Linked DNA regions of Mus musculus: region 2 is linked to region 1. A link is a contact called in public Hi-C data. All regions are on one chromosome and are shown on one strand. The core of a region is the stretch at or near the end of the contact, and the rest is flanking DNA. Distances in the headings are between cores, read along the strand shown.

Evidence for each region. Hi-C and Micro-C count contacts between places; a contact is called where the count stands out from the background.
Region 2: a Hi-C map of the G1E-ER4 cell line shows a contact between it and region 1, with 5 times the contacts expected there. The contact joins two enhancer-like sites. A contact is called at or near these places in 1 of 15 datasets of contacts at CTCF or cohesin (the NIH/3T3 cell line), 32 of 484 Hi-C or Micro-C datasets (the 4T1 cell line, the C2C12 cell line, the G1E-ER4 cell line and 22 more), 8 of 115 datasets of contacts at active chromatin or transcription factors (DN3 thymocytes, Th17 cells, Th2 cells and 5 more) and 2 of 9 other capture datasets (adipose tissue and liver).

Annotation. Positions count from the first base shown.
Region 1 is chr10:93,048,346-93,055,267 of GRCm38.p6, reverse strand. The region is part of intron 5 of Cfap54 (cilia and flagella associated protein 54); the gene reads left to right. Among named protein-coding and RNA genes, the nearest start is that of Gm40739, 23 kb to the left of the region's middle. Within about 2 kb of position 4,152, at least 80 of the 459 cell types and tissues checked have an H3K27ac peak or open chromatin away from gene starts, as enhancers often do. A contact at or near this core is called in the C2C12 cell line, DN3 thymocytes, the G1E-ER4 cell line and 3 more, where this site is marked.
Region 2 is chr10:93,223,617-93,230,383 of GRCm38.p6, reverse strand. Cdk17 (cyclin-dependent kinase 17) reads right to left here. Exons shown (of 17, transcript NM_146239.2): 7 at 5,334-5,448; 8 at 4,266-4,360; 9 at 3,609-3,671; 10 at 1,616-1,739. Among named protein-coding and RNA genes, the nearest start is that of Gm32551, 58 kb to the left of the region's middle. Within about 2 kb of position 2,278, at least 50 of the 459 cell types and tissues checked have an H3K27ac peak or open chromatin away from gene starts, as enhancers often do. A contact at or near this core is called in the C2C12 cell line, DN3 thymocytes, the G1E-ER4 cell line and 3 more, where this site is marked.

The DNA of each region.
Region 1 (6,922 bases), core at 2,903-5,402:
GAGTGCAGGCTTGTACAACCACTCTGGAAATCAGTCTGGCGGTTCCTCAGAAAACTGGACATAGTACTACCGGAGGATCCAGCAATACCTCTCCTGGGCATATATCCAGAAGATGCCCCAACAGGTAAGAAGGACACATGCTCCACTATGTTCATAGCAGCCTTATTTATAATAGCCAGAAGCTGGAAAGAACCTAGATGCCCCTCAACAGAGGAATGGATACAGAAAATGTGGTACATCTACACAATGGAGTACTACTCAGCTATTAAAAAGAATGAATTTATGAAATTCCTAGCCAAATGGATGGACCTGGAGGGCATCATCCTGAGTGAGGTAACACATTCACAAAGAAACTCACACAATATGTACTCACTGATAAGTGGATATTAGCCCCAAACCTAGGATACCCAAGATATAAGATATAATTTGCTAAACACATGAAACTCAAGAAGAATGAAGACTGAAGTGTGGACACTATGCCCCTCCTTAGATTTGGGAACAAAACACCCATGGAAGGAGTTACAGAGACGGAGTTTGGAGCTGAGATGAAAGGATGGACCATGTAGAGACTGCCATATCCAGGGATCCACCCCATAATCAGCATCCAAACGCTGACACCATTGCATACACTAGCAAGATTTTATTGAAAGGACGCAGATGTAGCTGTCTCTTGTGAGACTATGCCGGGGCCCAGCAAACACAGAAGTGGATGCTCACAGTCAGCTAATGGATGGATCATAGGGCTCCCAATGGAGGAGCCAGAGAAAATAGCCAAGGAGCTAAAGGGATCTGCAACCCTATAGGTGGAACAACATTATGAGCTAACCAGTACCCCGGAGCTCTTGACTCTAGCTGCATATATATCAAAAGATGGCCTAGTCGGCCATCACTGGAAAGAGAGGCCCATTGGACTTGCAAACTTTATATGCCCCAGTACAGGGGAACACCAGGGCCAAAAAGGGGGAGTGGGAGTGGGTGGGCAGGGGAGTGGGGGTGGGTGGATATGGGGGACTTTTGGTATAGCATTGGAAATGTAAATGAGTTAAATACCTAATAAAAAATGGAAAAAAAAAAAAAGAACCTGAAAAAAAAAGATATGAAGCACGCACCACCAGGGCTGGCCCTTCCCGTGGGTTCTGGGGCCCAGACTCAGGTTGTCATGCTTCCAAGGCAGGCACTCTGTTGGCTCAGCCATCTGCTAGGCCCAGAGACTCCAACTTACACGATCCTCCCTTCCTGGGACTCACTGAGCCGCTTTAGCACGAGGAAGCCACTGTCATGGCATGTTTGTTGTCAGAAGACATGTTTATTCCCTGCATTCATTTTCCAGGCATTGGAACATAGGCCAGGAAGGGCAACTATACTCTCACGGAGACCTGCTGGAATTGCTGTTGGCATGGGAGACATTGTGTCCTTATGAGTCTTTCCCTGAGTGGTCAAATGCTTTGGAGAAACAATGCTTTTTATATTTCATCAGAATTAGGCATGTATCTTAGTGCTAACGACACTTAAAAATAAAAATAGAAGGCATGATATTTGCATGCTTTGTGGATAACATTTATTGTATGTTTGCTTTCTGTTTGGTTCCTCAAATGAAAAAAAAAATAAAAACAAAGACTATTACTAATAATAACTTGAACAAATTCTGGGCCAGCGTTTTGAGTACAAATTAAACAGAAGTGAGGCTGTCCCACATATAATAATAAGCTGCTCTGTAGATTCTGCCGCCCATGCTGCCTTTAGTTGCTGTTGAGATCCTAAAAAAGATTTCACAGTTGCTGTGTTAACAAATACCGCTCCACAGAGCTGCCATGGCTTGGTCTGCTCTAGAGTTTGCATGTCAAGAGCTTTGAAGGGCACATCTGTCTGTATTAGCAATTGGTTGTTAGTGTTGGCCGTTGTTAATATCAAGAGGATTTTAAATCAATGTGATAGTCCTCTTAAAATAATTCATTTATAATCCATACCAAACATCTCTTCTCCCAGCCTCATGGGACTTGAGTTTGTCTCTGACAAAGTACATGGTAGAAGAGGATAGTTGAGTAGCCCCCAGCCTGTGGGAAGGGGTTTGGGGCAATGCCGCCTGCAAGGATTTAGGGGTTCTACAGCTGTCACCTAAGGATCTACTCATTTATTAGGCGCTACTCATTTGTTCCCTGTGGCAAGCTTCAAGGGAATTAAGACTTTTTTCCACCCAGAAATTCCCAAGTCTCCACACAGTATCTTCACATAGCTTATCTGAGGCTACACATGGGTAACTCCACTTAATGGACATAAGCCCTGGAGACCCCACCACACAGGAAGCCTACCTACCAGCTCTAGGGAACTTTGACTTGATAAAGCTTGCCTGTTTTTTAAAAAAATATTTTTATTCATTTAGTACGGGTATGTATACACATGTGTGAATGTGTCTGTGTGTGTGATTACCACAGATGAATGTGTGTGTCTATACATATATGAATGTGTGTGCATCTCTGTGGGCGTGTACACATGTATGAATGTTTATAGGCCAGAAGTTGATGTCAGGTACCATCCACAGTTGATCTTCATTTTGGTTTTTGAGACAGGAACTCTCTCTCTCACAGAACTTGCACCATTTGGTTCTGGGCGTGGGGGTGATTCAGGTCCAGTTGTGAAGACATATCACTGCCAAGTCAGCCCTGTGTCACCTTGGTGGTGCTTTCTGCCACCGAGGCCAAGGTTGTTGGTTTACCTTGCCCGTATCATCAGAACCTCCAGTCTGTTTCTCTCTCCTCCCAGTACAGGACTTAAAGACACATACCACCGTGCCTGGCTCTTTGATGGGTGCTGAGGAGTGAGCTCAGGTCATTGTGCTTGCATGACACTTTACCATTTTTCCAGTCCCTGAGTTCAAGTCTGTAACTGCATGAGACAGAAATAGTACTAGTTACCCAGTACTCTCGGTGTCATTCTTGGCTGACTTAATCTTCTAGTAATGTAGAAACCAGGCATTATGGCTGCCCCTCATTATTGCTGCAAACCCTGCAACATTCTGAGTATTGTGGAAGGGTTTGGCATGCATAGCAATCCTCACTATAGTCTTTTGAGGTAGAGATCATCAGTACTACTACTACCAGGCAGTGATATCCTCCTCCTCCTCCTCCTCCTCACTCCTCCTCCTCACTCCTCCTCCTCCTCACTCCTCCTCCTACCCCCTACTCCTCCTCACTCCTCCTCCTCCTCATTCCTCCTCCTCACTCCTCCTCCTCACTCCTCCTCCTCCTCACTCCTCCTCCTCCTCACTCCTCCTCCTCACTCCTCCTCCTCCTCACTTCTCCTCCTCCTCACTCCTCCTCCTCACTCCTCCTCCTCCTCATTCCTCCTCCTCCTCACTCCTCCTCCTCCTCACTTCTCCTCCTCCTCACTCCTCCTCCTCACTCCTCCTCCTCCTCCTCATTCCTCCTCCTCCTCACTCCTCCTCCTCACTCCTCCTCCTCCTCACTTCTCCTCTTTCCTCCTCCTCCTCCCCCTTCTTCTCACAACCATCACTACCACCACCACCATATGGACCATAGTTCACCCACATCCCATGTATTCTGCTAAGTACTTTCATGAATCTTCTCACTTGATCCTCATACCAACACTTTAACAAGGACACCGTTTTCACTAAACTTTCAGCTGAGGATGCAGAGGCTAAGAAAACCGAGCTTGCTCACAATTACCGGTGTAGATTGCAGCGTTCTGAGGCCACAGTCACAAGAACCACCACACAACTAAAGAGCAATGCCTATCCAGTCACTAAATCGGCTCCTGGCTTGCCTGTCTTATTCTGGTTTACCTACTCCAATGGAGGAACCGTGTGGAGGGACAGATCTTTTTTTTTTTTTCTCTAAAATCCCAAAGACCAAGACTGATGAAGGGCTTTTCTTCAGACAGAAGCCACTAAAGCACTCACCAGTACATGCCTAAGCAGTACTCCCGCTAACAATCAAGAGACACCTTTGCTTTGGATCTTCTGAGGCATCGTAAGGGGCAGTCTGGGACTCAACAAACGTTAAAGAAGACACTAGCAACAGTATGGACTTATGCTTTGCTTTCTGGTGAAGTATTTGGCTCACACAGCCGTTAAGCCACTCCCGTATTATTACTTAAATCTCAAGTCAACCTTGAAATGGCTCCTGACATGAACCTGTGATACACGAGGCTACACTGCCACCCTGTGGCCGAGTTAGTTTATTGTTTTTTTTCCCCCCTGCTGACACCTGAAGCAAGCTTTTGTGAGGTCCATGATTTTAGATCCATCTAGATTTTTAGCTCTTTGAAGTTTGATTTTCCTGTGAAGAAAATTGTCCTGTTTTAGTACATCTACTTTATTAATAAAAATAATTATTTCTTGCCTTTAGGGTTAGAGAAAAAAATGTTACTTGCCCCCCGCTTCTCCCCCCAGTGGCTTTTCATCTCCAGACTTGAAAGCAGGTTTTCCGGTGGGTTTTGGCACACTCCTCTCCTTTGTCAAAGCTTCGCTGAGTGGTGGAAAGAATGCTGCACTTAGCAGTTCAAAGACTTGAATTCCAGCCCCAGTTCACCTCTTTCAGAAACAGTTCAGACTCTGAGTCAGATTAGGTTAGATTTAACTTAAGGTCCCTTCTGGCAATGGCAATATACTCTCAGGGCTCTCTCTCTCTCTCTCTCTCTCTCTCTCTCTCTCTCTCTCTCTCTCTCTCTCTCTCTCTCTCTCTCTCAAACCCCAGTGTAACGATGAAGAGAAGCTGACTTTAGTTTGAAACGCGATTTTTCTTTCTTGCTGCGGAAGCTTTGAGGGATTTTTGCAAAGGCCTGTTGATTTGAAGAGGGTATTTACACAGACTTTTACACCATAGCCTCTGAACCACGATGATCCCGAAACAGGGTTGTTGTGGGGCAGTGGGTGCGAGGGAATAGGAGGTTCTGCTGATGCTGGCAAGGTAAACCAACAACCTGGGCCGCAGTGGCAGAAGGTACCACCACGGCCCCACTGACTTGGCAGTGGCCTGTCTTCAGAACTGGGCCTGAATCTCCTCACTGTGGCCACCCAGACACCCTAGAGAAAAGCCTCTGAACACTAGCCGTGCTGGATGAGGGAGATGAAGTTGGAAGAGTTCTACAGGGACCCGGAAAATTTATCTCGGAGACAGATCTAGCGGGGAGCACAGGCTGCTTGGGTATTTTCAGGTCCTTGGACGCCTGTGTTTGGAAGTGAGTTGTGCATTGCTTGGCACTTTCCCAGAAGACCTAGCTAGGACTGCGCGCCGGAAGCCTATTTAGGTGGATTTTAGTTTAGATTATGAAGTTGTCATTTTCTCGTGTTAAAAATCGCCCTATGCTGCCATGGTTTCTTGTTACCGGGATAGGAACTCTTGGTAGGGATGTCTGGTGCTGGTGGTGTCCGTGGGAAGAAAGTTAGGGGAGCCTCGAGCCCTACCACTTCAATGATCGCCTGAAGTATTTCCATAGCCAGCTTGGTGAGCTACCCCTTTAGTGAAGGTCTGTTTGCTAGTCAACAAGCATTTTCCGTGTGCCCACTACTTGCCAGGTGATATGAGGTTACCATATGATTACAATATGGTTACGATATGAGGATGACTCACAGGCTCCCCAGTCTAGTGGAAGGAGCTTAAGTTCCTGCCCGTGGATGGTAGAGCAGATTTGCACACTGCTGTTAAATCCTCATCTACATCCAGTAGTTTCTTTTCCTCTGGAATAGAAACTAACTAGACAGGGGAAAATTCTGCTCTTTCCTCTTCTGAGCCTCCACAGCCAGCAGCCGGGCCTGACTGTTACTTCTGTCTTTCTCAGTTTTCACTATTAAACACCACATGAACCTGATGGGTTTGCTCCATCCACAAAGCCATGGGGCCTTTTGGATGCAGTCCCCTTTCAAGGCTGGTCATTGATCCACTGAAGAAATTATTCTTTAGTTATTGAAGCCACATTTTCTCACGGGCAGAGACGTTTTGCTCTGCTGTCCAAAGTTGTCGTGACTTGAGGATCCAGGACTCTGGTCAGCTTTCCTATGCTGGGCTCTGCTGTTGCCATTTCCGGAGCATTCTGCCGAGTAGTTTTATGTCACCTTGACACAGGCTAGAGTCGAAGGCGAGGAGGAAATCTCAATTGAGAAAAAGTCTCCATAGGACTGGGCTGTAGGCAAGCCTCTAAGGCATTTTCTTAATTAGCGATTGATACGGGGGCGGGGGTGGTGCAGACATTGTGGATAGGGCCACCCTGGGCTAGTGGTCCAGGGTTCTATAAGAAAGCAGGCTGATCAAGTTGTGGAGAGCAAGCTAGTAAGCAGCACCTCTCCGTGACCTCTGCATCAGCTCCTGCCTCCGGGTTCCTGGCCTGCTTGAGTTGACTTCTTTCAGTGATGGACTACAGTGTGGAAGGGTAAGCCAAAGAAACCCTTTCTTCCCCAACTCACTTTAGGTCATGGTGTCTGATCCTAGCAATAGGAGCCCTGACTATGACAAGTACTTAACAGAGTATTGAACACTACCCCAGCCCATCATTCACACTGGTTCTTGCTCCAGAGCAGCATGGCTGGGCTGTATTAAAGTACCCATTGTACAGATGAGACGATTGAGGTCTGGAGAGACACTGAGATGTGAATGCAGCCTAAATTTATTTCAGTCTGACTGTTCCAGCCTTTTCCATTTTCCTGGTCCTCCTAAACCAAAAACAACACAGCGCTCGCTTCCACAGACCAGCTAGCAACTTTGAGTTGTTCCTAGACCAGAGCTTACACTTGAAGAATATTGCTGAAAATGAGCTCAGCTCATAGGCCTCTTAAGGAACTATTCTAGAACAATAAAGGCTCTATAACAGCTACTCTGAGATTTGGGGCTCTCTCAACTTAAATTAAAAACAAAAATTCAGGGGGCAGGGAGATAGGCTCTTGGTAAGTGCTTGCTTTACAATCATGAAC
Region 2 (6,767 bases), core at 1,029-3,528, 180 kb before region 1:
AGCTGTGGTCAGCATATGGGGGCGCCTTTCAGAGGCAGCTTCCAGCTTTCGGGATCTGGCATAAACGCGTCAAACTTAAGAAGCCAAGTGCTTCTATTTACATGGGCTACTGACATTTACCGTATCTGTAAGCCAACACTGAGAAAATGGAAAGGTGTTTATTTACAGATTAAAAACAAGGCACGGTCAGGTGCAGCGACTCTGTCCTATAATCATGGAATTCAAGAGACTGGGGCAGGATGATCATGATGTTGGGGACAATGTAGGTGCACAGTGAGACCCTGACTCAAAAACAGAAACGATGCGAACCTCAAGTGCTCACCAGTCATAAGCTGTCTGCAATAATATCTTAATAAAAAGTTATTTTCCAAGGCAAAAAAAAAATCTTATACTCCTATCACTTATTTTAAATTTCATGTTAATAAAGGGCAACTGGATATCATTTTCTTTGATATGCATGGTATATAGAGGACAGCACATCAAATTATCAAATTTTTTTTTTTTTTTTTTTTTTGCTTGTTTGTTTGTTTGGTTTTTGGTTTTTCGAGACAGGGTTTCTCTGTATAGTCTTGGCTGTCCTGGAACTCACTTTGTAGACCAGGCTGGCCTCGAACTCAGAAATCCGCCTGTCTCTGCCTCCCAAGTGCTGGGATTAAAGGCGTGCGCCACCACGCCCGGCTCAAATTATCAAATTTGTAATCGCTCACATACATATGACAAGAATGAATCTCATAGAGACCAAGAGAAGAAGGAGGACCCTGCACATGGCCCCACCCCAACTGGTCCATCTATGACACGGCTCCTGCACCTAAGGCTCAGGGGACAACTCCAAAGAGGGACAGAAAGAGTGAAAAAGCGGGAGGAACAGGAAATCTGCTGAGAGGACACCTCCCTGAAATGTCAGGGAAGCCACACCCATGAAATATCAACAAAGCTGCCTAACTCAGGCCTGAAGGGCAATAATTCATTTTTAAGAAAACCAAATGTTAAAGACTAAATAATCAGTCTATTGGTCCCAAATTTCCTAGGAAAAATGGTGTTTCTTTAAAAAAGAAAGAAAGGAAGGAAGGAAAGGACCCCTAGTAATCTTTCTCTTTAGATTACTGTTGTTTCTGTGTGAGCTCAATGTGTTTTATGCTTATTCTTCATTTTATCACAAGAAATATTGTAATGACTTATAGTCTAGGAAAATAAACTTTACTGCAGTATCAAGTATCCCAGGTATAACTGACACTTGTCCCCTAAACATGTCAGCAGTGAAGACTACACATGCCCTGCCCTAAATACCCCCAAATACACCAAGGAACCAGCGACTCTACTGCTTACTTGGTGTTGAGTCCTCGGTGCAACCAGGAAAAAGCAAGGAGAACAGTAATTCTGAGTGTGAATTTATCTTTAGACGCCATGGAAAGTCTTAGAAGTTCTAGAGGTCTCAGCATGCTAGGAAACACGTGCGTGTTCCTCACTAATAAACCATTCACCTAAATTCCATCACACATCTCCGAGCTACAGAGAACACGTCAAAACACACAGAAAATTGACGACACTCTGTGACAACGGTGGTCTTCTCGCTTAGCCACCTGGAAGTAATAATGAATATCTTATCTCTCCATACCAAAGTCAGCCAGCTTTAGTTCTCCTCTCTCATTAATGAGGAGGTTCTGTGGTTTCAAGTCCCGGTGCAACACTTTTCTTCTATGGCAATATGCCAGACCACGGAGAATTTGGTACAGGAACAGCTACAGAAACAAATGAAAAGCAGTCTTACAGATAATGGAACGGGTCTTGCTATAAAGAAAAACCAAGCAATTAAAGCCAATTAAAATGACATCTTTTCCTCTTGCAGCTATTTTCTGAATTTGATTGTTCATTGTTCAATTTAAAACATCAACTAGTTTTTAACCCAATGAGAACCAGGAAAATAAACACTACAAATAAAACTTTGAATAACAGCAGTTCATTGGTTGGAGGCCTATAGTTTGATTATAAAATTCTGTTGTAACAACCAAGCAAACCCTGTCACTGATTTCTCCTTCCAAAACACACACACGCACACACACGTACACAAACACTTCCCTGATCTGCAGCAGCATCACCTTAAAAGGGCATCATATTTGATGGTTTTTCAGAAGAGCCAGGCTATCAGAAGAGAAAAGTGCTGTTTAGCTCTGGCAAGCCATTTGCTATAAAAGTAAGCGGCTCCTCACCCACCTCCTGGGCACTTGACTTTGAGCGCCTCCTACTCACTCTTCAAACTCCACTGTGACTCAGAAAGGGGCCCAGGCACTATTGTACTCTGAACGACGAGAAAGGGACTCCTGTAAGGTTAATGGCTAAGGGCTTCTGTGTATTTTAGAAGAAGGAAAGCGTTTTGAGTCTTTGTGGTTAGAAAAAGAGAGGCTGCATACAGAAGATGCCGAGTGTCTTTAGGTCACGGCGGAGGATGTGGAGAGGCCTGAATGAATTCTCAGAAGCAGTTTCCAGAGTTGGCATTGCTATGTTCTGAGAACTCCAGAATTATTATCTCAGTATCTGTCACATTCTATCCTTGGAAAACGTTAAGTGTAATTTCAACAGCCAGACAATAAAACGCGTTCCACCTTACAGCCACCACTTGGACCTAACTTAAAAAGCAGGGACTTTGCAAACCTTTATCAAATTATGACAGCTAAACTCTATGCTCTTTCCAAATTATTGTTCTAAGTAGAGAAAGCAAAATTAGCAAAACAAAAATATATAAATGCTATTCATAACATTTTATAAAATATGATGAAATATTTTTTAAAAAACTCATAGAATGTATGAAAATCTATTCAAAACCCTGGTCTTAGCAATGCCTGTCTTCAGAGCACTCTGTTAGTAACAAACTGGCTTCCCTCTATTTCTACCAAATTACTATTTAAAGAAAAAGTTAAATTTACTACCTACAGAATTAGAAATGTCTCAACCACACATGACACACTGCCTTCTTCCAAAATAGGTTTCCAGGAACTATTAATTTTGCATAAATAAATCTTTGATAAAAAAAATAGGGTATGCCAGTTAGGTCAAAGATATCTATTGTGAAAATTCAGCTATGTTAAATGCTTTCATGTTAAGTAACTTTTGAGTTTCATCCGATATTAGCTGCCTTAGCAAACTTCTCCAGTTACTCCAATTCTTAGATAACTAACGCTAAGAAAGCTTATCGATTTTCTTCTGATCACACAGATCTCTATTACCTATAAGTTTCTGACCTTGTCCAACTGGCTATTTTAAATACTTCTTTCAATACATGAGTGGCGTTTATCCTTCAAAGGGTCTTTCACAGGGTGTACCCAACATTTGTATTTTTTTTAGGGGCTTTTTATCCAGAACAGACTTGGATATCCACCCTACATAAGAGAATAAATTGTTGTCAAAAGTGTAAAAGACCTTTAAAGCAAAGCACCACTCCAAAGGGTCTGGTTTTTTAACAGCTGTAATACAGTCAACAGGTGCTGACTAAATATGCTTAGATGGTAGTAACCTAACCACGCCGATGGGAACGGCTTATGAGGCCAGTCTATGTGCTGGGCGATCCAGTCCAGCTGTGCTGACACAGGCTCAGAAGTGCATGGACAACATACCTTGACATTGTGCATGCTCATGATGTTCCCACAGTCATCCATGTATTGCTTCAGGTCTTTGTCCTGAAAAGATGCCGCACTTTAGCACGTGACATGGTTTTGGGACGGCATGGCTGGTTACCTTGAGAGCTTTTTTCTTTTTTTAAGTATTTATTTATATGTTGGGGTGCACTCATATGTGCCATGGCATGCATGTGGGGGTCCAAGGACAACTCCAGGGAGCTGACTCTAGTCTATGGAAGCCCCAGGTACAGAACAAGCTGTCAGTCATGGTGGTAAACACCTCTACCCACAGAGCCATCTGCCCAGCCTAATGGTGTTTAATATTTTTATTATTATTTTTATTCTTTAGTCTTTTTTTTTTACAGTCCAGTCTTTATCCCCCCCACCCCTGCCCAGTCCCAGTCTGCCCTCTGACTGTTCCTCGTCCCATACCAAGAGGATGTCCCCACCCCCACCCCTACCCCATCAGACCTCCCCTCTCCCTTGGGGCATTTAATTTTTATAACTAAGTTGCTTTTCAAAGAAACATACAGAATTCATTACACCGCATTTAAACGCCAACAGTTAAACAACAATGTCCCTGAGGCTGTTAGAAGGTCTAACTTTCTATTATATTAAAGCAAAATAGAATGCTAAATTGTATTAAATACTTACCAGGTACTCAAAGACCAGAGTCAAAGATTTGTCTGTGTGAACGATGTCGTGCAAGGTTACTATATTTGCATGTTTTAAATCCTTTAACAGTGAAACTGGAAAAACAACAAGAGGGGGAGGGGTGTTAGTCTGTGGTAGGCAGTCTATGGGGCCCAGAAGCTTTAAACCACAGCTGACTGTGGGTAAGATAAAGCCCAAAGGTTACAGCAGGACTGACAATGGAGGCAGCGAGGTTCTGACTCCTCTGGTTGTGTGCTGTGGGTCTCACACTGTATTTCCTGAAACCCTCCCGATATTCCAAGCGGCATCTCCTGACTTCCTGCCCGCTGTTGGAAGCTCTGACACTGACTGTGATACAGAGCACAGGGTACCTTTCACTCCGTGTTCTTTGTGCTTTTTCTTTGGCTCCATCTTTCCTCCGTTTGTTTCTATCTCATCTTATTATTTCTATATCTACTGGTATTTTAATGAGACAGAAAAGCACATGTGGATTTGGGTGAGTGAAGAAGTAGGGAGGAACTGGTAGGAGATAGGGGGTGGGGTGGGGACCATAATCAGAATATATTGTATGCGCTGTGTACATTTTCAATTTAAAAAAACTCGGGAGGCAGAGGCAGGCGGATTTCTGAGTTCGAGGCCAGCCTGGTCTACAAAGTGAGTTCCAGGACAGCCAGAGCTATAAAGAGAAACTCTGTCTGGAAAAACCAAATAAACAAAAAACAAAACCCAACATGGTCATGTATATATGCTATTTGTTTCTTATATTTAGTAAAATTTATTGATGTAGCTAATTTATAGTCACCATGGTCTCTCCATAACAATATAGAACTTTTTCTAGGTCAATATTTATCTGTCAGAGATTTTAATGGCTTCGTAAATATTTTACTGTGAGTTATACAATAACACAATTGACTGATCCCTTTCTGTTGAGTACTTTGGTTTTAAAAACTACCATTTGCAAGAGCCAAAGAATGACTTCCAGCCATTGATTGTGTTTCTATCTGAGCACTTTTTACAAACAGTCCTCTTAATGTGACTTGGACCAAAAGTTCTATGTAAACACTGTACCTTCTCTTATAGCTGTACAGGGTGCACCTTCTTCGTGTTCCAAGCGGATCTCTTTTAATGCCACCAAATTTTCTGTCAGTTTACTTCTTCCTTTATATACTGTTGCATATGTACCCTATAGAATATATTTTGAAGAACATTTTTAAGATGTGACAGCTGCTAACACGGTACTGCATGCTTTTACTTCGAGCACTTGGGGGACAGAGGGACTCGGAAGCCAACCTAGCCAACGTAGTGAGTTACAGGGCAGCTGGGGCTACATGGTGAGTCTCTGCTCAAAAAAAGTATACAGAGCAGAGTAAACCTCAGTTTCTAACTTCTAAGCATATTAAAGTATGTCTTATAAAAAAATCATCCTATTTGGTTTTTCTTACAGCAATGACTTAGTTCCCTGCACACACCATCCACATCCCCACCATACCATGGTGGTTCCACATCTCCTTTATTCTTGTGTTATTTCAAATGAACAGCTGGACCAGTGGATTTCATATCAAGGGCACTTAGGTAATGATACATAAAAACCACAGGAGACTGAGCATTTTCAATGAAGATGTAATGATAATGTTCAATCACAAAAACTTGATCCAGACCTTCACGCTCCTCAAAATCTGTGCACCTTAGCTCTCCTCTAAAAGCTCCCTTAAGGCTTGCCTGCTATTTTCCTGCCCTTTCTTACTGTGGATCGCAGGCAATTTAAAAATTAACAGGAGTACAGGCCGAAGAAGCAAGCTCAAGAAAGCCAGAGCTTTAAAAATTTTCTCAACTTTGGTGAAGCGTCTTTATCTCTACAGCTAGTTCTCTGAACTCATACAAATTCCATGCCGCCAGAATCCATGAGTAAACAATAGACCCTATTCCATTACTCACAGAGCACAGCATTTGTACTTCATCAAAAGATTACAAATCTACCAAAAATATTAATTTCATCTTACCTGATGCAAGGTTTCAAGGACCAAGAAGATTTATTCCATCTAGTTGTGCGATCATTTCAGAGTGAGATATATAGTCTTTTAGGTAATATAGGTCATTGCAGAATTTGGTATATGATATTTTAGGTAATAGTGGTCATTTCAGACTTCAGTAAACAATCTCTTAGGTAATAGTGGTCATTGCAAAATTTGGTATATGATATTTTAGGTGACAGCGGTCATTTCAGAATTTGGTATATAATCTCTTAGGTAATAGCGGTCATCTCAGAATTCAGTATATAGTCTTTTAGGTAATAGCAGTCATCTCAAAATTCAGTATATAGTCTGTTAGGTAATTGTCATTTCAGAGACAGGTATATAATCTTTTAGGTAATAGTGGTCATTGCAGAATTCAGTATATATATATATATATATATATATATATATTCTTTTAAGTAATAGTGGCCATTTCAGAGTCAGCTATATACTTTTAGGTACTAGCAGTCATTTCAGAGTCAGGTATATA